Regions from separate parts of the Mus musculus genome. Here all the other regions are linked to region 5. A link is a contact called in public promoter capture Hi-C data. All regions are on one chromosome and are shown on one strand. The core of a region is the stretch at or near the end of the contact, and the rest is flanking DNA. Distances in the headings are between cores, read along the strand shown. Region 1 holds the start of Limk2 (LIM motif-containing protein kinase 2). Region 2 holds the start of Rnf185 (ring finger protein 185). Region 3 holds the start of Smtn (smoothelin). Region 4 holds the start of Slc35e4 (solute carrier family 35, member E4). Region 5 holds the start of Nudcd3 (NudC domain containing 3). Region 6 holds the start of Drg1 (developmentally regulated GTP binding protein 1). Region 7 holds the start of Patz1 (POZ (BTB) and AT hook containing zinc finger 1).

Region 1 (3,398 bases), core at 359-2,858, 2.8 Mb after region 5:
TGCCCTTTAAACAGTGATTATAAGAGAGACAGGGTGGGAAGAAAAGGCAGTCAGCAAAAAGTGGGAGAAGGACAGATGTGGTGCTCAGTTGTGGAGGGAGGGACAGGAAGCAAGCAAGCCAGTCCCCATCCCTCTGTGCCCGGGAAAATACAGCAGGGCCTCTCTCTGCTAATCATTAAGTAGCTTGTCAGAAGAGCCCCAAGAATTCTTTCCTAATTCAGTATATAATCTAGTGTTCCCTACGCATCAGATATCTCCTCAGAGGGAAGCCAGCAGCTCAAGTGAGTTCCCAGGAAGGAAGTCAGGTACAGCCCCCTCCCTAGCACTTGTGCACCCTAGGTCATATGAAGGCGCCACGGAAGAAACATCTAACTAGCAGCCACTTTTGTTAACAAAAGGCCATGCAGGAAGACAGAGAATTGTGCTGTTTTGTTTACCTAAGTAGTAGAGCCAGAGGCAGCTGATGGGAGAGTTGGAGGCAGGATTGGTTTCCTTGGGCTCCATTCCTACCCATTTCCTGATCCTCTGGACTCTTTTCCCATGTACATAAATCTGATGGAGGGAAGTAACAATTGTCTAAAACCGAGTGTCATAGTTAGGGTTCTAATGCTGGGAAGAGACACTATGACCACAGCAACTCTTACAAAGGACAACATTTATTTGGGGCTGGCTTACAGGTTCAGAAGTTTAGTTCACTATCATCCCGGCCAGAAGCATGGCAGAATACAGGTAGACATGGCGATGGAGAAGGAGCTGAGAGTGCTGCGTCTTTTTTTTTTTTTTTTTTTTTTTTTAGACGGTTTCTCTGTATAGCCCCGGCTGTCCTGGAACTCACTCTGTAGTCCAGGCTGGCCTCGAACTCAGAAATCCACCTCCCTCTGCCTCCCAAGTGCTGGGATTAAAGGCGTGTGCCACCACTGTCCGGTTCTTTCTTGATTTTAGTCACAGAATAAGATAACTATGTTAGAACATCTAGATTTTGGTTTTTTTTTTTAAATAAACAATCTAGAGATGATTTAAAACAAGAATATCTCAGCACTCAAGAAGCTGAGGCAAGAGGCTGGCAAGTTCAATATCAGTCTGGCTGCATTTCAAGACCCTGTGGCAAAACAAAAGAAAAAATAAAGCATATGAAGATTGTGCGTGGATTATAGACAAAGTTTACGCCATTTTCTATGAGACTTGACCAACCAGGGACTTTATATAAGGAGTGGGAGTCCTGGACCCAAAATTCCAGGAACCCAGGTATTTGGCCTCCATAATCTGCTCTAGGGAGCCTCATTTCCATATTGCCTTTGACACGCAAAAGTGGTTTCTCTTAGCTTCTTCGTGTTCACATTGCTGATTACAAACTGGGAGTCAAAAGACCTGTGATACCTACCCACGCTCTGCACCTGAAGAGCAGAGCCATTTTCAAGTAGTGTAGAAGGGCAACTGGACTAACCTGAGCGCCGAGGGTCCCCTGTGTTGCGACCTCCAGCCTAAACTGAATCACCCTGGTCAATCCGAACGCCTCTAGAGGTCGCCAGTCGCCAGCAGGCGCCAGAGATGCGGCAGAGTTCGCGCGGGAGGCGGGACGGGGCAGGGCGGGTCGTTAACCTAAGTGGGAGGGGCTCCGGGGCGGGTCCCCGTGCCAGGTGCGGTTTGGTCCTCCCAGGGCGCCGTAGGCGGTGCATCCTTCCGGCTGCAGGGGCAGAGACAGCCTCTTCTCTAGACCGCAGGCGGGCGCGGACCTGAGGCGCTGCTGCCGGGTGGTCCTTCCTGTGTTGTCCGCGCCCTGGACCATGGCGGCGCTGGCGGGTAAGAAGGGCCCATTCCGTCCAGCCCGCCGCTCGCGGGTTTCTGGCTGTCTGGTTTTTCTTGGGTCCGGAATCCTCAGCGAGAGCCTGGCAGGGTGGGGAGGATCGAACACAATGGTTCCCTCGGGACTTGAAGGTCTTGGGACTCTGGAAGTCCGAGCGCAGTCGTTCTAAGACTGAGGGCTCCTTGCGGCCGGCGCGTGGGGCGAATTCCCGCGAGGTGGATCCTCGGATCTGCAGACCGGGCAAGTCTCCTGGCTAAGGAAGCCGAGGCACCTGAGATTCTGAAATATGGGAAGTACAGGGTCTTCCAGAGTTCAGGACTTGAGATTCCGAGTTATCCTGGGTTCTAGGTTTTCTGTAGACCCAAAGTTCTCGAAGGTGTCTTTGGACTCTGGGATTGGGAGGAGTGGTTCCTAGAGATAGAGTATGAGTGTGGAGTTTATGATGTGGATAGGAAGACATCCGACCGTTCTTCCTGAGGCTCAAAGACCTCTGCCTCCTGTGGAGAACAGCTTCAAGTCTTCCTAGAGACTAGTTGAGTCCTCGCGTAGTCTCTGATGCCAGCAGATTAATAGCTCCGCACCTTGAGGGGAAGAGTTGAGTGAAGGAAATTTCAGAATTGGCTTAGCTGGGCCTGTAAATCCCTTCACGAATCATCTTGCAGCTTCCTGCCCCGCGGCATCATGAACTTTCTGCCGCCTTATTCCCAGCCACCGGTGTGAGTGGCTCAGTTTCTGGGTCTACCAGGGTCGACTTCCAAAAGTTTTCTAGAAAGGCCAAGGGAGAATTTTAGGGGTGGGGGAGGGACTGAATATGTGCCTCCACTTCCTGGCTTTGGGCCGGTGGACAGTCACTTCCTCCATCCTGAATTCAAGGACCGGGCCGCCAGTGGGTCACTTCCTCACTACGGGAACATGGAATTTCAGACCTTATTGGTGATAATATGCTCTGGAGAAGGAAAGCATGGAGCGGAAATTCGTCTGTCTCTTCCCTTAATTTTTTTTCCTGGCTGGTAGTGGTGATTGCACACCTGTAATCCCAGACTAGACAGAGCCAGGAGAATTGCTTGGTCTGTGTGTGGCGTACTAACTAGGTCAACCTGGACGACAGAATACGATCCTGTCTCTAAATAAATAATTTTTTTAAAATTGAGTTGGATGGGATGTGGTTCACTTGGTAGAAGGCTTGCACAAAGCAAGGGGTTTCATCCCCAGCACTGCCTATACCTGCTGCATGCCTGCAATCCCAGGTCGAAGGAGAGTCAGAATTCAAAGTCATTCCTCTGATATGTAGGGAATTTGAGGCCAGCCTGGGTTACATGAGAGATACGGTCTTTCTTTTTTTCTTTTCAACGAGGCTGGAGAGGTGACTCAGGTTAAGGGTGTGCTGTTCTTGCAGAGGTCCCTTCTGGTTCCTGACACCCAACTCAGTGTCCTATTCCTCCAGCTCCAGAGGCTTCTTCAGCCCTCTGCAGGTCCCTGCAGTCCTGGAGCCCATGCACACTCACATACATAAATAAAGTCTGCTCTTAAAAATTAAACACGTGGCTTTAGAGTTCTTCAGTTCAACCGATTTCCAGTGACTTTTCATTTATTT
Region 2 (3,872 bases), core at 699-3,198, 2.7 Mb after region 5:
ACTTAGAGACTCACATACTGAAGCTTGTGTTGTCAGCGGGTGGAAATCAGGATATAGGTCCTAGCAGCTGGAACTGCTGGCAGTGTAAGCACGACCCCAAGTCATCTGAAGGGGCTTCAGGACTCTAACTGCCTTTGGTCCCTCGGTGATTAGAATGGCCAGAAGTCCCCAGAGGGTACTGAGGAGTCCCCAGGACCTCCAGCAAGCCAGTCCACTGTGCTTTGCCTTTGGCTAGCACAGCTCCCCAGGGACAAGGTAGGGACTCAGGTCTTGTCCTGACTCAGCCTGGTAAACTGTACTGGGATCCAATGTAACAGGAGATAACAACAATAGCAACAACAAAAGATACATCAAGATTAACATGGACAGGAAGTCAGTTTGTAGAGAAAGGGCTGTAAGAGACCATGCACCAGTATGGTGGATACTTTTTAGGGACTTTGCTCAGCTTACTAGCCCACTTCCATTCTTGGGTAGTTTTGTTTTTTTATATGTATGAATGTTTTGTCTAGAAGCATATATACTCACATGTTCATGCAGCACCCAGGGAGGCCAGAAAAGGGTATCAGATCCCATGAAACTGGAGTTAGGTAAGGTTGTGAATCACTATGTGTGTGGTTCCTTGGAATCAAACCTGGGTCCTCTGGTTCCCCGTCTTCACAGCTGAACCATCTCTCCAGCCCGTTTTCACCTCCCTCCCTTCCTTCCTCTCTTCTCTCCCTCTCTCTCCCTCCCTTCCTCCTACTCTCTGTTTTTTGTTTTTGTTTTTTTGAGCTGGGTTTCTCTGTGTAGCCCTGGCTGTCCTGAACTTGCTTTGAAGATCAGGCTGTCCTGGAACTCACAAAGATCTGCCTGCCTCTGCCTCCCAAGTGCTGGGATCAAAGGTGTGCACCGCCAATACCACCTGTCCTTTTCCATTTCTTGATAAGTTGTCTAATTTTATTCCATGCCTAGTTTAAAAGGTGTGACCTTTTCTCCATCTTCTGGCAGCTGTTAGAGTTTTCAACTAGCCTTGATTGCTTTTTTCAAACTCTAATAAAGTTGTCCTGAGCTTCCTTTGAGTCTCTTCTAAATTCTTGTATTAATGATACTAAGAACCCCCCAAAGAATCTTACTTTTTCCAGGAACAGAAGGAGGAGGAGTATTCTGACCGATCCCTCAGGTCCCCCACAGGTGGAGCTAGAGATTGATAAGGTCAAGGACTCTGGGGAGAGGATGCAGGCTCACCTGCCATCTGGCGTTTGGGCTTTCACACTGGCAAGCAGAAGCTGAAAGCCATCCAGTACAGGATACAAGGCCGGTGTGCCAGCCCTACCTCAGCTTACACACAGGAATGCTACTGCTACTGCTTGTCCGAGGCAGGACGGAAGTCCCTTCTTGTTCTACAGAATGAGGTGTGCCGGCTCTCCACCCCCCACTCCCCCCACCCCTGCAACAGCACAGCTATGCAGCTTTGTAGGAGCTGCACAGCAAAATCACTCACCTGCACTGAGCACTGTTGCACTGGACTCACATGTTTTTATATATGGAAAGCTAAAACACCAATTTTTCTAGTTATTTTTAAATATAATAAATGCACTTGCTACTGTAAAAAAAAAACAATCCCTCATTGGTTACAAGTTCATCTAATTAGTTTTAAAATAAATTACCATGTATTTATTAAGTGTCTCTGTATACATGTGAAGGTCTGATGACAACTTGCCAGACTCCTTTCCTTCCACCGCTGGGTTTCTGGGGACTGAACTAGAGTTGACAGGCTTGGCAGCAAACATCTTTACCTCTGAACCATCTCATGGGCTCCAATTAGTTATACTCTTATTACCTTTATTATTTTGATACTGAAATTTCACAGATTTGGCTAGTAGAGTCTTCAAGAGAGCTCCTGGGTCGTTTTGCACATTCTCATCCATCACCACTGTTAGCATTCCTTCTAGGCTCCGCCCCACAGTTACCTGGCAACAGCGAGGTATGCCCGGCTTACTATAAAAGGGGCTGTTCGCCCCCTCCTCTCCCTTACTCTTTGCCCCCTTCCCCCTCCGCCCTCTCTCTTCACGCGTTCCTGGCCGGCCTCTCTCCCTTCTCCTCATTCTCTACTCCCTTTCCTACTCCACTTCCCATGCCTCCTCCTCCTGTTCTTCTTCTTTATAAAACAGAACAACCACTGACCTTACTTTCTTGTACAAGGCATTCCAAACTGGTATTTCTAGAACTGGCTTTTTCATCCGCCCATTATTTTTGCGACACGGTCCCATGTATCCCAAGCCTGCTTCGAAAACGACATTGAAGTTCTGACCCATCACCCGAATGAATGCTATGATTAGCTGGCGGGTACGCACATATTTATTCCCACGTCTTCACGCGGGCGAGGCGAGCTCGCCCATCCACCGAGCTGCCTTCCCTCCTCTTCCAGCGCTAGGAAACCCTACGGAAAGACCAGACGCCCTCCCCTTCCTGTCCCGGGGCGGAACTTACCAGCCGGGCGCCTGGGCCGGAGAGCAGCGCTGCACACCAGCCTTTTCCGGCTGGAACCGGAAGTTGTTCTACTAGAGGCGGCTCCGCGTCAGGTGACCAAGTTCCCGGTAGGAGGGGTCGGAGGTTCAATCTTTCTGACTGACGCGTCTCTAAGACTGGCTCGGCTACTCCGGGACGGGGGAACGGACAGCTGGCGTCGCTGGCGCTCGCTCTACCGCGGCGGCAGGTAGGTGACGAGCTGGGACGGCGGGCCCGGGAGGCATGGGACCCCCTTCCCAGGCTCAGGGATCTGAAGCCAAGGGCCAGGAGTCATCCAGTCTGGCTCTGTCCAGGTCCCAGAAGGAAGGTCAGACTGGCATCCGTGGGTACAGATTGGGCAAACTAAGGCCCCAGAAAAGGGAAAGAAGGGTGCGCACAAGCTCCCCTTCCAGACGGGGCTCGTCCTGACTCCCGTAGCCTCGGGGGCGGGACCGCCTCTCTCGTGGGTGGCGATTTGGTGGAGTGGAAAGATGAGGAATGCGGTGAACAGATTTGGGGTGAAGCGTAGGAGACCTGGACTTGAGTTCGCTGCCTGCAGCTCACTGTGCGTTCGAGGCCAAGTCTTTGACCTCCCTGAACCTAGTTCCCACAGCTGTACAACCGGGCACAGCTGTCTCAAAAGCGTGGGCCTCCACAGCACCTGCTCCGAAACCCTCCGGGATGCCGGCTCTCCAGCCCTGGGCTTTTCCCACAGCTTGTTTCGAATCTGGGTCTGGATCCTAGGAAACCTTATTTTGAACGTTCTCCTCTGGAGTCCTACTCGTGTTTGAAGCCTGCTCATCCGAAGTGCGGTCCCGCTGTGAATGCGGTACTCGATTCGAGGCAGCTGGAGCCGGCTCGATTCTATGAAACTTCTAGCTTAGGAAAGAACGCCGGAGGAGAATAACTAACTATCTTTAAAAGCTGGCGCGGGGTGGGGGTGGGGGTTGGGTGGGGGAGTTATGGCAAAGAGGCCTCCTGCTTGATCTTTGTAGCTGAAAGAGGTACAGCTACGATTAATAGGTAGGTTCTAGGGGGAAGACACATGTGTACTTACTATTAAGAATTTAACGGAAGAATTATCAGAGGTGACGACTGATGGGGATTGACTGTCTCCTTGGGAAAGGAAGTATACAGGAGGCGGCCCTTTCCAATTTAAAAGGCTCGTATTAGTATTTATTGTGACTCTTACCTCTCCACTGATAACTCTGTCTTCAGAGTGTATGTGATACTTCTTTTGTGGTCTGAGACAGGGTCTCAGGGATCTCAGGCTGTCCTCAAGCTCCTTTTGTAGTTGGCCTTGAACCCGGATCCTGCTGTTTCAGTCTTAAAGAGTGCCAGGATCACTCGTTACTTAGTACCATTATGCCTACAGAATGTGACAT
Region 3 (3,479 bases), core at 799-3,298, 2.7 Mb after region 5:
GGAAGCCAGTCGGTCGGTCAGTTCTGCAGCTTTTACAGATGAGCAGACAGAAACTCAAGCCTCCCAGGTCCTCCCAAATTCATTCATCCTTCTCATCTGGCTGTTCCCAGATAATACCACCCCTGTTTCTTATTCTACCCACATTCTGCTCACCTCCTTTTCTTACCCACAAGCCTCTCAGATTTTACTCTTCTGAAAAATGTCTTTCCATCTGATGACTTTCTTTGTACTCATCTTCAATGATGTTTAGCATCCACCTCCGAGGAGCCCTCCAGGATTTCTTCCATCTTAGAAATAACAAGGGGAGGAAAGGTGCTCTGGTTCTAGGCAAAATTCTGCGATAATAGTGCCATTACCACCTTGGGTTTCAACTTCCTTCTTGTAGAATCCGACTGTCTTGCACAGTTGTTATCTTGGCAATCTGACTTTCAGTGCCTGCTGTACATTCACGGGACGTTTTCTCTTCCCTGCCTACATTATAAAGTTCTCACCACTTGCACGGGGTCGCCCTTTGATGCCTAGATCACCATCACCACCACTACCAGATACCTTTTTACATGGCACCATCCCTGGCAAGAAGGAAAAAAAAAAAAAAAAAAAAGGCAAGGTAGGTCAGTCTGGAGACGGGCCAGGGCCTGACAAGCGGTAGGGTGAGGGCGCACAGCGCTAAATAGACAATCCCGGAAACAGGCACCCACCTCGGCCATTCATTGATCTCAGCCAGCGCGAGCAGGCGGTTCACTGGAGCAATCGGCTTCCCACTCAGGTAGGGAAGACTAGGAAACCTCCACAGCCGGCGTCTTCGTCGGTTTGGCGCATTTCTTCTGCCTCCCCCGCAAGGGGCTTCCTTCTCTAGGTCTTATTTTCCAATATATAAGGTGAGAGGACCACCTCTTGGGGCTGTGGGAGGAAACAAAAAGACTTTAAATGGACACAGGTCCTCTCTTTGGGTGTGTAAAGGTTGGTCTTGGAGAAATCTGAGTTGGAGCTCTCTGAGAGACTACAGGAGCCAGCTCAGCCCTACCTCAGTTCCACATTATAGTGTTAGCAGAGATTAGAATCCCTGCTAGGTGGGATGAACCTCGACTCCATTACCCATAGGCTTTTGTCTCATCTGTATAAGGGAACAGTCAAATCTCATTAAGTTGTTATGGATATTATAATCTGATACACAACACACAACACACACACACACACACACAAGAAATACGTTGGTGCTTTTATGGTTTTTATTTGATTTACAGTTTTTATTTATCAAGCTGGACTCCAGACTTTATCTGCCCAGGCTCCACCCTACTTTTTTCTTAGGCAAGACCAGTAGGGCGGCTCCACAGCCTCCAGGATGACAGGGAAGCTTTCCCTCCAGGGTCTGAGCTCTTGGGTCTCCTGGTTGACTCTTTGTATTGTCTCCTTGGGATCTTCAGTTTCCCCCATTTGTTGAGTTGCGAGGTTCATACTCCCTATTTAGAACTTCGGGGGTCTCAGAGGCAGACTTTAAAGAATTTGGGAGAGCATGCTACATATATGAGCAAGGAAGGTACGATATGATTGATCCTGCTCCATCTCAGATGTCCTGGGCGACTCAATAATTGTCAAAATGCTGCTGGTCACCCAGTCTCCTTACCCTGAGGTGGCACAGACCAGGTGTCCCGAAAGCGCCCTTTGAGCGTTGAGTTGACTGGGCAGTCTGTGTACTAAGGCGCCTAGTGGGTGGAGTCCGGAGAAAGGATGTGGTCTCAAGAACAAAAAGGAGGGCAGGGAGGGGCTGTCAGGACCGCTCAGGGCTTACAGGATCCCAAGATACTTATTTGCCCGGTTTGTGGCACATTCCGGACTTTGGCTTAGAGCCTGTATCCTGGTGAAGCCCACCCGAGGATGTCTAGGACCTCGCAACAGCAGTCCCCAAAACTACAATACCCAACATGCCTGTACAGTGAGGGGCTGGAGTCTTTTGGGGGCGGGTCCTAAAAAATTGAATTTTCCCAATGGGACCAGAGCAGGGGCGTGTCTCAACAGAGAATTGGCTGGGACAGCTTGGCAGGGCGGAGCCAGCCATCTGGCTGGCGCCGCGGGACAGGCGTCTGCAGCAGAGTCCAGGGTACGTTGCTGAACCGGCCTGGGCTCCTGGGCTGCGGCTCCTCCCGTCGGTCTGCCGGTCTCTACTGCATCTACCGGGTCCCGACCAAACTAACACGAAACTGCGCCGGAACGGCGGGCCGGACTGAGAGGTGGGTATGAGGATCTCGGGTCTACTCTAGGAGTCCGGATGAGTCCGGGGAAGGGGGTGTGAAACCTGGATGTCTGGACAGGGATTCTGAAACTCCCAGGTCCGGGAACCCTAGCCAAATCACGAGAACTCCAAAGACACATGGTTGAAGTTCTGAGACCCTGGGGAAAGAGTCTTGAAGAGACTCTATGGACTTGGAAGAGGCTTCTCGATCCCCAGAGACACTAATCTATAGGGAGCTGATACCTCGAGGAATCTTTCCCAGATCCTGACCCATCTCTCGCAGGGCCTTAACAATCCCCAGGACTGAAAACTCTGTAGCATGAAGCCATGAGAATGGTGGCAAGCAGTGGCAGGAATTTCTGAGCAGACAGTCCCGAGTATCACCTAGGTTTGGAACTAACAACACCCTTACCCAACATGAAGAAGCATAGCATGTCCACAATACTTAAGATTGGGCACTGGGGAGGGGTAGTTACCCCAGACAGAGTATCTAGACTAGGAGGTAAAGACTCTAGCAGTGCCTTCCAACTCCAACTAGTGCGCACTGGGACTCCCCCAGACCCATTCACCGGATGGGGTGACTCACACCAAGTGACTGTTGTAGAGAGGGAGTGGATGATTTCGGGATGAATCAATGGAGGTGGGGGGTCCAGAGGCCATTTCAGTCACCACATTAGCAAAACATCCAGGTGTGCTAGACCATGGAACCACAAATTCCAGAGACACTGGGGACTCCAGGAAGGAGTGATTTGGGCTAGAGACTGGCACCAGATTTAGGAATCCATTTTGACGGTCAGTGGTTGAACAAGAAACAAACAGCCTGGAGTCTTGGGCAGCATCTTGGAAGGGGACTTCAGAAGGCAGAAGTCACCAAGATTTGTGTTAGGTTCTTTCTGCCCTTTGAGTCTGAGTTTTTCTGACCCCCTGTGATGAATCTTTGACCATCTCCCATCCTCTCAGTTTGCCTGAAGTCCAGAGGTTGGGTGGGTCAGCTTCCCAAGGCCCTTCCAGTTGGAAAGTGAACTGTGAGTGAATTCTGAGTGTGTGAATGGACAGGGAGAGAGGGACACCTGGCTCCCCAAGGTCAGGTCTGCTGACATCAGGGAGGAAAGGAGTCAAAACTGAAGGCTGGCTCCAAGAACTGCCAGACACAGGTAGCTCCCATACCTGTGGGAATGACAGTCTTAGTAAGAATTGGATATGGGCTCAGCCCACAGCCAGACGCCCAGCTTGTGGAGGTGGGTGGAGG
Region 4 (3,833 bases), core at 1,187-3,686, 2.3 Mb after region 5:
ATCACATGGACAGTTGGCATAAACAGAGTTGACTCCATCTTTCTTAAACAGTGTGTGAAACAGCCCTGTGGGGCGTGAGCATTTGCATCTCTCGCTATAAATATGGGGAAAACAGGGATTCATCCAAGGTCTCAAGATGAACAGTGCTGCTATAGGAAGTGATGTCAGGCAGGAGACATGACACAGATATGGCTGCTGATCCTGATGGACCAAGAGAGATTTGCTGGGGACTGAGGCTGTACTGAGTAGCAGAACACTTGCCTGGTATGCACAAAGCCTTGGGTTGTGTTCCCAGATGCACAAAGCAAGAACTAAACACTATTTGATGGACTAGGGATGTTGTTCCATTGTAACAGTACCTGCCTAGCATGCACAAAGCCCTGAGTTTAGCACCATATAAAGTCAGGCTTGGGCTGGAGAGATGGCTCAGTGGTTAAGAGCACTCACTGCTCTTCCAGAGGACCTGAGTTCAATTCCCAGCAAACATATGGTGGCTCACAACCATCTGTAGTTGGATCCGATGCCTTCTTCTGGTGTGGCTGAAGACAGTGACAGTATATTCATATATATAAAATAAATCCTAAAAAAAAATAAAGTTAGGCTTGGTGGCACACACCTGTAATCCTCGTGCTTGGGAAGCAGAGGCAGAAACATGAGAAGTTTAGGGCTATCCTTTTCTGCAGAAGGGATTTGAGGCCAGCCTGGATCTTTATCTCTTTCTTAAGATGGGGCTTCAGGCTGTGTCACCTATGTCAGCAGCTCTTCTCCAGCCTGGTTTCTGACTCAGAGCTGTGGGGTGGTGCTCTGGTCTATAGTGTGTTTGTCACTGTGGTCTCCTCATAGGTCACATACAGGACACTTGAGCCCAAATATAGAAATGACCCAGTCAGGCTTGAAGCCCGAAGAAAAACAGACCATACCTCTCTCTGCAGCACAGTCACTAGGGAGAGGTTCTTTTTTTGCTTCCCAGCCTCCCTCAGAAGTGTTTCCTGCACCCCTGGCTTCGCAGGGAGGTGGGCCCCTCATACAGTAGGGCTCAAATTTGAGGGGTGCTGTGGGAGGCATAGGCTGCTCTGAGATCTTGAGTAGACCCTAAGGAACGTGAATGAGCCCTCTACCCCAGTGATATCCTCCTTGAATCCGGGCCTCCTGGCTCTGGATCCACAGTAAAATACAGTCTGATGTTGAGACAGGTTAAAATGGGTTTCTGAGGCTAGAGAGATGCTCAGTGGTTAAAAGCATTTACTGGGCTGGAGAGATGGCTCAGCAGTTAAGAGCACTGACTGCTCTTGAGTTCAATTCCCAGTAACCACATGGTGGCTCACAACCATCTGTAATGGGATCCGATGTCTTCTTCTGATGTTTCTGAAGATAGCTACAGTGGTGTATGCATATACATAAAATAAGTCTTTTTTTTTTTTTTAAAGCACTTACTGCCCTTGCAGAGGACCTAAATTTGGTCTTTAGCACCCACATAGTAGTTCACAGCCACTAGTAACTTCAGATGCAGGAGATCTGATGCCCTTTTGGCTCTGCAGGCACCGGCCATGCACATGGTGCGCACACTCACATGCAGGCAAATCACTCATCCATATAAAATATCTAACAAAAAAATTGTTCAAGGAGCTGGAGAGATGGCTCAGCAGTAGGAGAACTGGCTGCTCTTCCACAAAATCCAGGTTAATTCCCAGCACTCACATGGCAGCTCACAACTGTCTGTAACTCCAGTTTCAGGGGATCTGATGCCCTCACAGACATCCATGCATAGTTACAGATAGACAGACAGGCTAAACACCAATGCACATAAATCTTTTTAAAATGGGCACAGAAGTGGGCAGAGGCACCTGCTTGTAATCTCAGCATTCCCATACAGACATTCACACCACTAATAATAAACAAAAAATTTAAATAGGAAGAAATGCTTTTTAATTCAAAGAAGCTTAGTGGATAATGGATTAAAAATCCCAGAGGAATATAGTTCACTGAAAGCCCAGATTCCTCTTCTTAAAAAATGTGTGTGTGTGTGTGTGTGTGTGTGTGTGTGTGTGTGTTGGAGGGGGGAGGGGAGAGGCTCATTCAGTTTCCCTCCCATAACTCTTCTTGGAAAAACTATCTAAATGCCCCAGATTTTGATCCTTTCCCTGGAAGTCTCCTACCTACACTCTCTGCCCTTCAACTTGGGTTACTCAGCAGAGATCTACGGGTTCCCGCGGGTATCAGACTCATCGGAGGCAAGTGTGACAGTGTAGATTCCTGGTTCATCTGGGACAGAGATCTGATTTAGGTCTCAGGTGGGACTGGCTTATTTTCACCTGAATTTCTTTGGGAAGGGATTAGGAACGCTTGCAACAGTGCGGAGTCACGACCACCAGAGGGCGCTGCGGGCCGGGCTACACAGTTGCGCTTTGCGATCTTGTTTCTCTAGGCAGGTTGTCATCCAGGACTTGTTTGACAACAGAGCCGGGTGAGGCCTGTGCAGGTGAGCGGGAGCTTCCCCAGAAATCCAATTACCGGAAAGAGTCCAGGATGGACCTTGATTCTTGCTCACGCGTTGGGCTGGGAACAGGTCCCTGGGTTTCAGCTGCTTACCCTAACCTGAATTCAGGTGGGAAACCCGGGAACCATCCAGGATTCTGCTCCGTGGGCCTCATGAAACCCAGCTGTGAGTCACCTCGGAATGCCTAGGGAGCAGCACATAAAGTCGGCTAGCTCGGGATGGATGCCGGCCCGCTGTACCCTGCTTCCCGGAGCTGTGGTTAGCTTTGGTGATTCATTTCCCCTTCTGCTGCCCCAGAGGGGGCGCCGCCCTGGTTTGAGAGGGGGAGAAAAGATCTGGAGTGGAATGGAGGGGGAACAAGATGAGGCAGCCTTAAGGGACCACGTGGTCTAGCTCCGTTGAATTCCAAGATCTCAAGGAGACCTTTGTGGTCTGGGATCAGGTGATGTGGTATGTCTCACTTCAACGCCCTGCTTCTCGACGATGGCAGACAGCTTGGGGACGGCTCTGCAGAGTGCCCAGGGTTTCCAGCACTGGATACTGGTCTTTTTAAGGAAGGCTCTACTTGGCGCTGGAGACAATCCGGATTCCGGTTGGTGGCTGGTACAACCCACACTCTCCACTAAGGGATTCGCGGCCGCAGCTGCGCAAGCCAAGTCGGGAGGCGCAAAGGCTGTGGGAGGGGCTAGACGTCCGCCGGGCTCCGGGGCTGGTACTCGTGGGCGGGGCCCGGGCTGAGCCCAACTTTCCGGGTGGAGCGCAGCTTCGGTAGCGGCGGAGAGGGCAGGGCCGGGAAGCGCTGAGCCGCGCGGGACTCGGGAGGGACTAGAGCCCGGCGCCCGAAGCTGCCAGATCCACCGCGGGAGCCGAGCGGCAGCCAGAACAGCCAGAGCATCCTGAGAGGCTGCAGCCAGTCCGAGCTCGCGATTCCGCGTCCGCCGGCCTATCGGCGTCTATTCCCGGTCCAGTAAAAGGCTAAAGGGGGCTGGGGGAGGGGAGCGACGGCTGCAACCTCCGTTCCCACGCTCGGAATATTATCGACCCTGCCAGACCTGGTCCGGGCCTGAGCACCAAACACGCAGGCGGTCGGGGTCAGTCAGTGACCTCATCCTGACAGTCTGGGGACCAAAGATGGAAAAAGACAAACGGATTCGGTGTGAAAGCATCGCGTGAGCTTAGGGCGCGGAGAAGAGAGAAGGCCTCCCCTGGTGCGGGAGGTGCCCAGGGCTTACGAGGCCTGGGTGGACACCAGCCAGTCCGGCATCTTAGCAGCCACGACCTTCTTCCCTGACCAGAATTATCGGCTGGCTCAGAGTCTAGCACCTGAAGTGTTGCC
Region 5 (3,409 bases), core at 280-2,779:
CTAAGGCCCAACACTATTAAGTTATTTGTTAAGCCTGGAATGTCTCTTACTGGAAAAGCATTTTCCTAACATGTTCAAGACCCTGAGTTTGTCTCCTAGAACTACAAGAAAACAAAAGTAAAATCAGTATTTTGCTCTGTGTGGTGGCATATATCTTTACTTCTGCACTTGGCAGGCAGAAACAGGCATATTTCTGTGAATTTGAGGACAGTTTGGTCTATACAGCGAGTTCCAGGGCAGCCAAGGCTGCAGAGTAAGACAATGTCTTTTAAAAAAGTTAATTTGTAGATGTTAGTTAGTCTAGTAGAGATGAAATTCATTAAAATCTTTTTTGTTGTTGTTGTTGTTTTTTTTCCGGTCAGGATCTCCTTGCAGAGCCCAAGTTGGTCTTGAACTGGCTATGTGGATGAATAAACATTTCTGGTTCTGTCGCCACCTTCCCAGTGCTAGGTTTACAGGTATGGGTTACTACACAGTTTATACAACATTCAGGACACATTAGTCACACATGTGGGTTACTACACAGTTTATACAACACTCAGGACACATTAGTCACACACTTTACCAATTTAGCTACATTGAATGAAAAAAAAACAAAAAGGAGGACATGATGGCTTCTAGGTATGGTGGAGGAGGTTTATTGTAGACAGGAGGGAGCAGACAGCCAGAAGCAGAGGCATCTGGGAGAATTCAGGGTGGAAGTGGCTGTAGAATGAGCTGGGCCATGTGAGAAGGGTTAGGGGAGAGGGTAGAAGAGACCTGGAGTCAAGAGGCCAGGAGACCAAGAGGCCAAAGGGTAAAAAGGACCTCATAACCAAAATGGCTGGGTTACATAGGAATCAGAGAAGCTTGGGGAGGAAAAGGCCAGCTCAGACTCTGGACTGGAGAAGTTTAGGGTAGAGGTCAGGATTAGTATGCCAGCCAGAAGGATCCTGTACCAGAAGGTACTGAGGGAGACTGGTGGCCAGAGTCTGCTTTGATATTTTATTAGGCATCTCAGCCATTTGTCTTCGGTTTGTGACCTAGCATATGTTCCTAATCTGTCTGTCTTTCGTCTCCCCCCAACCCTCTTCTGAGACTGGGTTTGACTCTATAGCCCAGGTTGGCCATGATTTGGATGCGGGGATTACAGGTATAAACCACAGATTGATTGTGTGTCAACCTTACATAAACGTTTTCTTAAAATGTCTATATGCACGTATTAGTAACGGCACGTGTATACACACATGCTATACATACGGATGCACACACACATATTTACAGTATCATACTTCTTTTTTTCCTTCACTGAGCTTTTCACACTTTTCTTGTCCTTTCAAGTCACCTTGAAATCTGGTGCAACCTTCTGAGTTTCACTCATAGCTCTGTTAATAGGAATTCCATACAATTCTACAATATTCCTTTTCCGTTCCCTCCGCTAACAAACAAAATGTGGTATTATAAGAAGGCGCACCAGACACCTACGCAGGAATTCAATCCAGAAAGAAGAAAGGCTCCCAGACCACGTGACACCTCCAGGGACTACGTCAAGTGGCCGTCACCACAATGCTTCCGCCCTCTTCAAACATGGTTGGCAAGCGCTCTCCGCATCGTGACCATGGTTATTCTTGCATGTAGGAACCGTACTGAGCGCATACCAATCTCCTTTAGGCAAGTGTCGCGGCGGAGGAGATCCAGCAGAGCCGCAAGAACGACGATCGGTTACCGCCGGTAGTAACAAGCGCGGACCGGAAGTTCCGCGTCTTCGCTGTCCGGGGGGAGCCGTTAGGCGCGCACGCCGGAAGTGGCCAATCAGCCGGTGTGAGGCGGTGCCCACTGTGTTCGCGTCCCTCGGGCAGCAGAGCCATGGAGCCCGGGGCTGCTGAGCTTTATGACCAGGCCCTGTTGGGCATCCTGCAGCACGTGGGCAATGTCCAGGACTTTCTGCGCGTGCTCTTCGGCTTTCTCTACCGCAAGACCGACTTCTACCGCCTGCTGCGCCACCCTTCGGACCGCATGGGCTTCCCGCCCGGGGCCGCACAGGCCCTGGTGCTGCAGGTGAGGTGGAGAGAGGCGGCGGGCCGTTGGGGTCCAGCAGGTCCTTACCCCAGTTCCACCTCCCAGCGCCAGAGGTGCCCCGGCTCGCGTCCTACGTCTGGGAACTGCGCCACTCCGTAGCCCACCCTTCAGGGTTTGTGATTCTCTCTGGGGTGCCACCAGGTGATTTGAGTAAATGGCCAGGCGTTATCTGACCCACGGATCCGTTGGCAGGAATGCGCTTCTTTGGGTACAGGCTGGGTTTGTGCGGGAGATGCTTAGGTGTTGGACCTGTCAGCCTGGGTTTGAGGGCCTCCCAGCGCCCTGTGGGCATCCCCAGAACGGTGCAAGGGGCTTGTTAGGCAGGGTTCAAACCGTGCAGGCTGTAGGAGGAGGACTTTCACAGCGGGAGAAACTAGTAGATTTCAGAATTCCCGGGCTCGGAGGTGGCAGGAATGACTGGTATGTATTGATTGGTGGGTGTGGCCTCTTGCCAGTGACTTACTAAGTTGGTGGACAATTGTAATGTTTACGAAATTTACATTTGGATTAAAATTTATATGTCCTAGGTTATATTTATTGTTTTTGAAGCGTTACTAATGACTGACTCAAGTTGTTTGGACACCTTTTTAAAAACTGTTTTCTTTCGAGACAAGATCTTGCTGTGTAGCCCTGGTTGACTTGGAACTTGCCAGGTAGATCAGGATGGCTTCGAACTTATGGTCCTCCTTCCCGACGCTCCCGCGCTGGGATTGTTGACATTGTTGAGTTAGTAATAAGCAAACATTTAATGAATATATTTAACACTCTCAGCTGCGGTATAGACTCTGATGGTATGGATATTTAAATAATGGTCTGTCTACTTTTGACACTGTACAGAGAGTAAAGCACAGACACTAATAGAGAGCTCTGCTAGTTCTCTGTGTGGTAGAGCTCTTTGGAAGGAAGTGATAGAAGTGGTAGTTAGGAAATTGAGACAGTTTTGTAGGAGACGTTGAAGTAGGTTTTGAGGGGCGTGTAGAGTCTGATTCACAAACCTATAAAGTGCTTCATGTCACCTTTGCTGTTTGTTGACCCCTGCATCAGCCCCAGACAGGGCTTTCCTGTGTAGCTCTGAAGTCCTGGAACTCACTCTGGCATCAACCTCAGATATCTGCCTAGGATTAAAGACTCGAATTGCCACCACCTGGCTTACCTTCCATCTTAATCTGTTCTGTGGGCTTGTCAGGGGTTACTTTCTTCAGTTCCTCTCAGTGGAAGAAGCCAAAGCTTAGAATGTTCTAGTAACTCTTAACATAATGACCATGAGGTGATCAGTGGGAAGGTTTGCTACTGAGTTTCAGTTTCAGAATGGAAACCGATGAGTCCCTGGGGTAGCTCATCCTTATCAGTG
Region 6 (3,816 bases), core at 1,078-3,577, 2.9 Mb after region 5:
GCAGGTGAATTTCTGAGTTCAAGGCCAGCCTGATCTACAGAGTGAGTTCCAGGACAGCCAGGGCTACACAGAGAAACCCTGTCTCGAAAAAAACAAAACAAAACAAAACAAAAGGTTTATTTATTATATACACAGAGTTCTGCCTGCATATAAGAAGAGGGCACCAGATCTCATTATAGATGGTTGTTATCCACCATGTAGTTGCTGGGAATTGAACTCAGGACCTCTGGAAGATCAGTCAGTGACCTCAACCTCTGAATCATCTCTTCAGCCCAGGAGAAGTCTTTTTAAATTTTATCACTACACAGTAATTATGGGTGCATCAATCTTATATAAAATGGAAACACAGAAATATATGTGAGCCAGCGAGATGGCTCTGTGTGTAAAGGTGCCTCCTGACAAGCCTGAGGATCCAGCTTTGATCCCTGGGGTTCATACTGTCTTCTGATCTCCATATGAGCAACAGACCTCCAGAGTCAGGGAGTGTGGAGGGGGTTGTTAGAGAGATGGCTCAGCAATCAAGAGCACTGCCTGTTCTCCCAGAGAACCCAAGTTCAATTCCTATCACCCACATGGCAGCTCACATCGATCTCACACCAATGCACATAAATTATATTTGTATATATAATTTATACATAGAAAATATCCATAATTTTATGCATATAAATTATACATACCCTAAATAAAATGTATAATTTGTAAAAATTTAATGAGAAAGTAGAACCAATAGTAATAAGCTAAAAAAAAAAAAAAATCAGAAAACAGAGTATCCTAGCACTCAGGACTAAAGAGGCAGGCAAGATCTCTGAGTTCAAGGCCAGTCTGGTTTACAGAGTGAGTTCAGGATAGCCAGGGCTACACAGAGACTTGTCTAGAAAGAACAAAAACAAAAACTCAAAAGTAAAAGGTGGAGTGGTGATATACTCCTTCAACCTCAGCACTGAGTCAGTGGATCTGGGGGAGTTCCAAGCCAGCCTGGTCTACATAATTAATTTTAGATCATTCAAAGTTACACAGTTAGATAAAAGAAAGTATGCACCCGTGTCCAAAGCCCAATTAAACAATTACACAAAGCAAATGGTCGGTCCCTCTATGTCCCTCATCATCAGACCCATAAACAATTCTCCCCTCAGGGTTCAGGGGGATCCTCCCGATCTAAGTGTCATGAGTGAGTCCTCGGCATTACAGGAAAAACCTTCCTATGGGAACCATTCTTTTACCTCCCTTTTTCTTTTTTTCCCTTTTTTATTTTATTTTTTTCCCAGTTTTTCGAGATAGCTTTCTCTGCCTTGACTGTCCTGGAACTTGCTCTGAAGACCAGGCTGGCCTGGAACTGAACTCAGAGATCTACCTGTTTCTGCTTCCTGAGTACTGGGATCAAAGGCGTGCGCCTCTATCATCTGGTTTATCTACATTTCCTAGAATGTACTTTCTGGCATGGTGTGTGGTAGTCGAGGGTTGCCTTGAACACAGGAGATCCTTGGTCTCAGCACCACCAGGAGACACACTCCGGTACTTTTTTTTTTTTTTTTTTTTGAGACAGGGTTTCTCTGTATAGCCCTGGCTGTCCTAGAACTCACTCTGTAGAGCAGGCTGGCCTCGAAGTCAGAAATCCGCCTGCCTCCCAAGTGCTGGGATTAAAGGTGGGTACCACTACCCTATGCCTCTCTAAGTGTATTTCTAACAAACAGCCTAGAGAGTATAATGATAAAAGGCACAGTTCTATTTGTCCATCTGACAAATTCGGGACTCACTTCCAGTCACACTACGCTTTAGTGGCTGTAACCTTATTTTACACAATAAAAATGCTTTTATATTTATTTATGCATTCCCTTCTAATTTGTGCTAACATAATTTCCAACTTTTCAACATGATAGCTTCTCCAAGTAATGGCTCTCTCTGGAAGAGCTCATTCGATCCACTAACTGTGGCTCGTTGAGTGCCACACTCCTTCTTTAGGGTTCCTGGTAAACAAAGGATCCCTCAAAAATTGTGCCCCCCACCCCTCTGAGTCTCTCTACAACCCCCCACCCCTCTGAGTCTCTCTACAACCCAGGAAGCCGAGGTCTGTCCTGATGAAGAAAGGGAGCTTCCAAGTATCTGCGCGCACTCTGATGGTCGCCGGGTTTAGGTGCACGCTGGGCACGGGAGTCGAAGGGGCGAGCGCAGGTCCGGCGGGGTGGGGCCGAGCTGCGCGCGACCCTCGGCGCGCTCCGGGAAGTTGGCCCGAGCGACCGCTCTGGTCACCTCACTGCGGGCTCTATGACACCGCGCTGGCTGGCGGGACAGGGAGGAGTCGGCGGAGAAGGCGGAGACCGCCCATCTCCGAGAGCGTCGGCGCGGACTTCTCGCGGAACCGTGTCGCGAGCTTAGCAGATCCCGCGCTTGCGCGCTGCAGTGGTGGCCAGAGGCGCGGCGGGCGCGAGAAGGGGGACCTAACCAGTGTGGAGGCTGGTGTGGCCTTAAGCCCTCCGCCACCATGAGCGGGACCTTAGCGAAGATCGCGGAGATCGAAGCCGAGGTAAAAGGCGCAGCCGGCGCTTCTCTCCTGGCCCTTCTGCGGCGCTGCGGCTCCTCCGGTGTTGCGTCCGCGGCGTCAGGGCCTGGCTTCCACCCCTGTGCCACCAGCTGCCATCGCCCCCGTAGTCTAAACCTGCGCTGCCGCAGCCCCGTCCCCATGCAGCCCCTTCCCTCAGTTCCTCGGGCCTGGGCTTCTCAGCTCCCATCCGCCAGCTCCGTCTCTGCGCAACCTCCCACATCCCACACCCAGCACTTGCTCCGGTTTTCGGCGCATGTCTCGACATTATTTCTGTTTTTCTTGCTTTTTTCTCTGAGCCACACGACTTCTATATCCCAGACTCCGTGATCCGATCACGGGCTTTGAGGTCTTGTCCCGTTATTCCTTGCCCACTTGCCACTCACTGGTGGTCCCCTTTTACACGCCGTTGGTTGTGACGGTAAGATCTGGGAGTAAGTAGATTGTACCTGGATGGCGCGTCATCCCTGAGACCTTCAGGGCTTTTTAAAGTCCGTAATGTGACACCCTTCTTTTAGATTGGGTACCGTAGAAACGAATCAGCAGATGCATTTTAATTCCCTCTGTGGATAGAAATTCGAATGACCGTGGGTCCTTTCACGTTGGGTCTCGTTTGTTTCTTTTGTGGTGAAGAGAATGAACTGGAGAGGGGAGAGGGAATTCAGTTTATTTTTATGTTTCTGTGTGTGTGTGTTCAGCATTACTTAGGGGAATCGTTCTGTTCAGTCATGGTTTCTGGGATTGAGTTTAGGTCTTCCAAGTTTGGCAGCAAGTGCACTTGAGTGTGTCTATCTGGCCCTGGATTTTTTCCCTCTCTCCCTCCCTCTACCTCTCTCCTTTGTTTGGAGACAGGGTCTTGCTACATACTTCTGGATGTCAGGGATCCCATTGTGTAGATCACGCTGGCCTTGAACTCAGACAGATCTGCCTCTGCCTCCAGAGTGCTGACATTAGCCAGGCTTGGTTTTTCTTTTTAAAAAATACTTAGTTGCCTGTATCCTCTTCAGTCTGCAGTTTGCTGGATGCTCGTGAATATGAGCCATTTGGTCTTCCCCTGAAGCAGTATTTCAATAGACAGTTTGTTCACCTTCACCTCTATTGTGGGCGTCTAAGGATAAAAAATAATTCTTAGGTGGAGCTCAGGAGGCCGAGGCCAGTGGTACACTAATGAATTCAATGCCAACCTGGTTTACATAATAAGTTGTAGTACAGTTAGGACCACATAAAGAGACCCTGTGTTAAGAAAAATTAAAATGGTTACACTGACATTAGAAAGCCAA
Region 7 (3,394 bases), core at 196-2,695, 2.9 Mb after region 5:
GAGGGTGCCATCCTCACCTGGAGAAACCTTTCCCACAGCTCTGGCAGATGTACGGTTTGCCCACTGACCCATCATGGGACCTCACATGGTACGACATTCGGTCTTTTCTCTTGAACCGCAGACCACACACCGGGCACGAGTACGGCTTCTCCCCCGAGTGGGAAAGCTTATGCCGGTTGAGATGGTATACGTCACGAAAGATCTTGCCACAGATCTCACAAGCCACTTGCTTCCTGGTCCGGCTCCTTTTTCTGGGGCCATCGGGGTCCTCGGAGATGGGTAACCCATTCTCACCCAGCCTTGGAGGAGGAAGATCGATATAGCCCAACTGGAGGCTTGTGACGCCGTGCTGGGCCTCATGTTGCCGGAGCCGGTTGGCGTCAGTGAACACCTTCCCGCACAGGCCACATGGAAGGATGCCTGCTTCCCTCAAGCCCCCTGGAGACCCAAACATGGAGTCCAGCAGGTTGGCCTTCCTGGGGCGTCCCCGGCCTCGCTTGCTAGTTAGTGGAGGTGCACTGGATGCCACATTAGGGAACGGAGAAGTCAGTAGTTGGGGGGATAGGGGTCCAGCCACCATGGGCAATCTGTCCACCCCGGGTAACACAGGCAGAGAAGCTTGGCCCGCAATAGCAGCACCTGTGGCCCTGGCAGCCTCCTCCTCGGGCTGCATACTGCCAGCAATACCGTTACTGTTGGCTGCCATGGCTGCCCCGTTGGTCATGTCCAAAGGGAAGCCCAAGTCAGAAGTCCCAGGTGGGCGAAAGAGCATGATATCAGCCCGGGCAGGGGGCACGAGGATCTGCACGTTGGACTGTTTGATTACTTCCTGGCAGATCTCGATGACCGACCTCATCAGCAGGAACTTGGCGGCCGTCATGAGCTCGGGGAAGCTCTCTAGGCGCACAACGATTCGGGACGTATAAGCGAAGTCCAGGATGTCTCCGAACACTTTGGAACTGATGGTGTGCATCTCCAGTTCGCGGCTGCCTCCAGCTCCGCCGCCTGGAGCCGCCGCCGCGCCTCCCACATCAGCAGGACCACCATCTGCAGCTCCGCCGTCGCCTAACTGGGCGCTGAACACAGACTCAAAGTACTCGCTGCAGGCAGCCAGTACGGCGCGGTGCGCTGGGAAGCTCTCGTCGCCTACTCGTAGGAGCACGTCGCAAAAGCGCCCGCCGTTTTTGCGTTGTTGGTTCAGGTTGTGCAGCATCTCCGTACTGTGTCTGCTCACCTGGTAGGTGTAGCAGCCCGACGGACCGCAAGAAGCGTCGTTGACCCGCTCCATGGTCGCTGCCCCTTCCCCACTCGCCGGGCCGGGCACCCGCCAGTCCCTGGTCCCTTCCCTTAGGCAGCGAGACGCCTTTTGCAGCGGACCACTCACACTCCCCGCACGTGCGGCCCAGGGCTCGGTAGTACTCTCAGGTGCGCCCAGCGCACACGCCCCCTGCTCTAATAAAAAGGGCTAGACCCAGCGGGGCACTGCCCCCCACATTGCCGCCCTTAACCTCCGCCGGACCCGCGTAGCACTCCCTCTCCGCCTGCCCGCCTCCCTCTCTAGGTCTACCTTCCAGGGGTAAACGAGCGAAGAGGTGCGCCCCTCCTGCAAACGCAGCTGCCACCTCCCCTCCCGCCCGCCAGGCGGCGCCGGCGCGCGGCCAAAAGGCGCGCGCGCGCGCGCGGGGAGGAGGAGGGGTCCGCCGCGCAAGCGCAAGCGCGCGCTCCGAGGCTTTTCCCGGGCCCACTGGGGGCGCGCGCTGCGTCCCCTGCAAAGCGCGAGCCGGGGTGGGGGCGCCGGAGCAAAGGAAACAAAAGGCGAAGGCGAAGGCGGCGGTCCGCGCGCACAGGGGCGGTGGCGTAGGCCGAGTCTTGGAGCCCGGCGAAGGCGGCGGCCGAAGCGAGCGGGTGGCAGTAGCAGGGTGGGCCCTTTCCCAAGCCAGGCACGAGTGGCGGCGGCGCTGCGGCCCCAGGCTCCGTGCGTTCGGAACGGAGGAAAGATGGCAGCGGCTGCACTTCCTCTTGCACTTTCACCCCTGGGGGGAGGAGAAGGAGGGGGCGATACCAACAACACCCCCCCCCCCAGCTTGCAGAAAGAAAAAAAAGCAGCGAGCTCGGCGTGGGGGGTCTCGGTCGCCCCGACTCAGCACGTGCGCATCCGGCTCCCTAGCTTGGGCCGCCTAGCGCTGCAAACTTTCCACTTTCTTTGTGCCGAACGCCCCCCCCCCTCACCCAGCGGAGGATGCACGTCCCCCATTCCCTATTTATACAACCCCCCCCCCTGCAGCTCCGCTCCGCTCGCTTCCTGCCCCCACTCCCCAGCTCCGCCAATGCTAGCGCAGCCTGATCCTCCGCCTCCCCACCCCGCCCGCGGGGCCCGGGGCTGCAGCCTCAACCACCCCCCACACACCACCACCCCCCCCCCGACCCCGGCCAATACGATCTGAGCGCCGAGCCAGCAAACCAGCTACAGCCGCCCCTCCGCTGCCCGCCCAGAGTGTAGGCGAGCGTGCGGGATGGGCAGCCAGAGCCTGTGGATCTGAGCCCCCCAGCCTACCTTGCGCACCCGCAGGTCGGACGGGCATCAGCACCCTGCCTAGTTCTCCTTTGATGGCCGAAATCCCTAGAAGTCGGCTGAGACCTCCCGCTCTGCTGCCCTAGGAAGGAGACGGGATCCCGATCCGACGCAGGCGGAACCTTCTGCCTGCCTCACACTGACCGAGGCAAATGCCCGGCACGCCTGGATAACTAGAGATAGGTCGTTTTCCCCACCCACAGCTACTTGGGCTTTGTGCCCCAGGGAGCGTGAAGTCACAAGCCAGCTCAGAGAAGGGACAGTATGATGGCGATGGACAAAATCAACGACCCCTGCATGTCCCAGCAGTTTTGTAAGAAAACTAGGGAATCCAGAGATCAAGAAGCCCCCTCGATCTTCCCCAAGCCAGAAGCTTGCTTATTAGCCCTTGCCGCCCGGCAAAATGCCGGCCACTTTGACCACGGACCGTGCGGCCAGGCTAGAGCGCATTGTCCCTAAGACGCCTGAGGATGCTATTAGGCGAGGGTTGCACACAGGTTCGTCTGCTTGGGCTGTCGCTGAGCTATTGGTATCAGAGACTGTAGGCAAAGCACGTGTACTGGCGCGAAGTTCCCACAGTTGCGAGAGGAGCGAAGCACGTATTCCAAACTTTGCACGGCTCCAAACTGAGCGCTTCCATTAAATGTAGCGGTGTGTGTGGAAAAGCATTCTGGGTATTACCATGCAAATGAACGGGACCAGCTTTCATCTCGGCTTGGGGTTCCCACCAGCGTGCGCCTAGCCTGTTACTCATCTCACTGAGGCTTTTCGGCATGGCACTGTAAAGAGGACCCTAGTTCAAATCCTAGACCTGAGCGCTCT

Evidence for each region. Promoter capture Hi-C pulls out the DNA fragments that hold promoters and counts their contacts. Capture Hi-C pulls out chosen DNA fragments and counts their contacts.
Region 1: a promoter capture Hi-C map of liver shows a contact between it and region 5, with 9 times the contacts expected there. The contact joins the promoter of Limk2 here to the promoter of Nudcd3 in region 5. A contact is called at or near these places in 2 of 39 promoter capture datasets (embryonic stem cells and liver).
Region 2: a contact with region 5 is called in a promoter capture Hi-C map of erythroid cells, with 15 times the contacts expected there. The contact joins the promoter of Rnf185 here to the promoter of Nudcd3 in region 5. A contact is called at or near these places in 2 of 39 promoter capture datasets (erythroid cells and liver) and 1 of 115 datasets of contacts at active chromatin or transcription factors (stem cell-derived neural progenitor cells).
Region 3: a contact with region 5 is called in a promoter capture Hi-C map of liver, with 4 times the contacts expected there. The contact joins the promoter of Smtn here to the promoter of Nudcd3 in region 5. A contact is called at or near these places in 1 of 39 promoter capture datasets (liver) and 2 of 9 other capture datasets (adipose tissue and liver).
Region 4: a promoter capture Hi-C map of liver shows a contact between it and region 5, with 6 times the contacts expected there. The contact joins the promoter of Slc35e4 here to the promoter of Nudcd3 in region 5. A contact is called at or near these places in 1 of 39 promoter capture datasets (liver), 1 of 115 datasets of contacts at active chromatin or transcription factors (astrocytes) and 2 of 9 other capture datasets (adipose tissue and liver).
Region 6: a promoter capture Hi-C map of adipose tissue shows a contact between it and region 5, with 6 times the contacts expected there. The contact joins the promoter of Drg1 here to the promoter of Nudcd3 in region 5. A contact is called at or near these places in 2 of 9 other capture datasets (adipose tissue and liver).
Region 7: a promoter capture Hi-C map of adipose tissue shows a contact between it and region 5, with 7 times the contacts expected there. The contact joins the promoter of Patz1 here to the promoter of Nudcd3 in region 5. A contact is called at or near these places in 1 of 39 promoter capture datasets (embryonic stem cells) and 2 of 9 other capture datasets (adipose tissue and liver).

Annotation. Positions count from the first base shown.
Region 1 is chr11:3,407,448-3,410,845 of GRCm38.p6, reverse strand. It overlaps Limk2 (LIM motif-containing protein kinase 2), which reads left to right and starts at 1,608. Exons shown (of 16, transcript NM_010718.4): 1 at 1,608-1,800. The coding sequence starts at 1,785. Gm51879 (a long non-coding RNA gene) reads right to left here. Exons shown (of 2, transcript XR_003949624.1): 1 at 1,445-3,398; 2 at 1-1,099.
Region 2 is chr11:3,451,032-3,454,903 of GRCm38.p6, reverse strand. It overlaps Rnf185 (ring finger protein 185), which reads left to right and starts at 1,948. Exons shown (of 7, transcript NM_001290472.1): 1 at 1,948-2,695. 8430429K09Rik (RIKEN cDNA 8430429K09 gene) reads right to left here and starts at 2,467. Exons shown (of 4, transcript NR_028317.1): 1 at 2,164-2,467.
Region 3 is chr11:3,537,861-3,541,339 of GRCm38.p6, reverse strand. It overlaps Smtn (smoothelin), which reads left to right and starts at 2,048. Exons shown (of 20, transcript NM_001284427.1): 1 at 2,048-2,228. Gm11946 (a long non-coding RNA gene) reads right to left here. Exons shown (of 6, transcript XR_001780145.2): 3 at 1,625-3,479; 4 at 699-900; 5 at 154-569.
Region 4 is chr11:3,913,267-3,917,099 of GRCm38.p6, reverse strand. Slc35e4 (solute carrier family 35, member E4) reads left to right here and starts at 2,436. Exons shown (of 2, transcript NM_153142.3): 1 at 2,436-3,833. Tcn2 (transcobalamin 2) reads left to right here. Exons shown (of 10, transcript NM_015749.3): 10 at 1-20.
Region 5 is chr11:6,198,571-6,201,979 of GRCm38.p6, reverse strand. Nudcd3 (NudC domain containing 3) reads left to right here and starts at 1,529. Exons shown (of 6, transcript NM_173748.5): 1 at 1,529-2,037. The coding sequence starts at 1,846.
Region 6 is chr11:3,264,974-3,268,789 of GRCm38.p6, reverse strand. It overlaps Drg1 (developmentally regulated GTP binding protein 1), which reads left to right and starts at 2,327. Exons shown (of 9, transcript NM_007879.2): 1 at 2,327-2,521. The coding sequence starts at 2,480.
Region 7 is chr11:3,288,508-3,291,901 of GRCm38.p6, reverse strand. It overlaps Patz1 (POZ (BTB) and AT hook containing zinc finger 1), which reads right to left and starts at 1,445. Exons shown (of 4, transcript NM_019574.3): 1 at 18-1,445. The coding sequence starts at 1,288.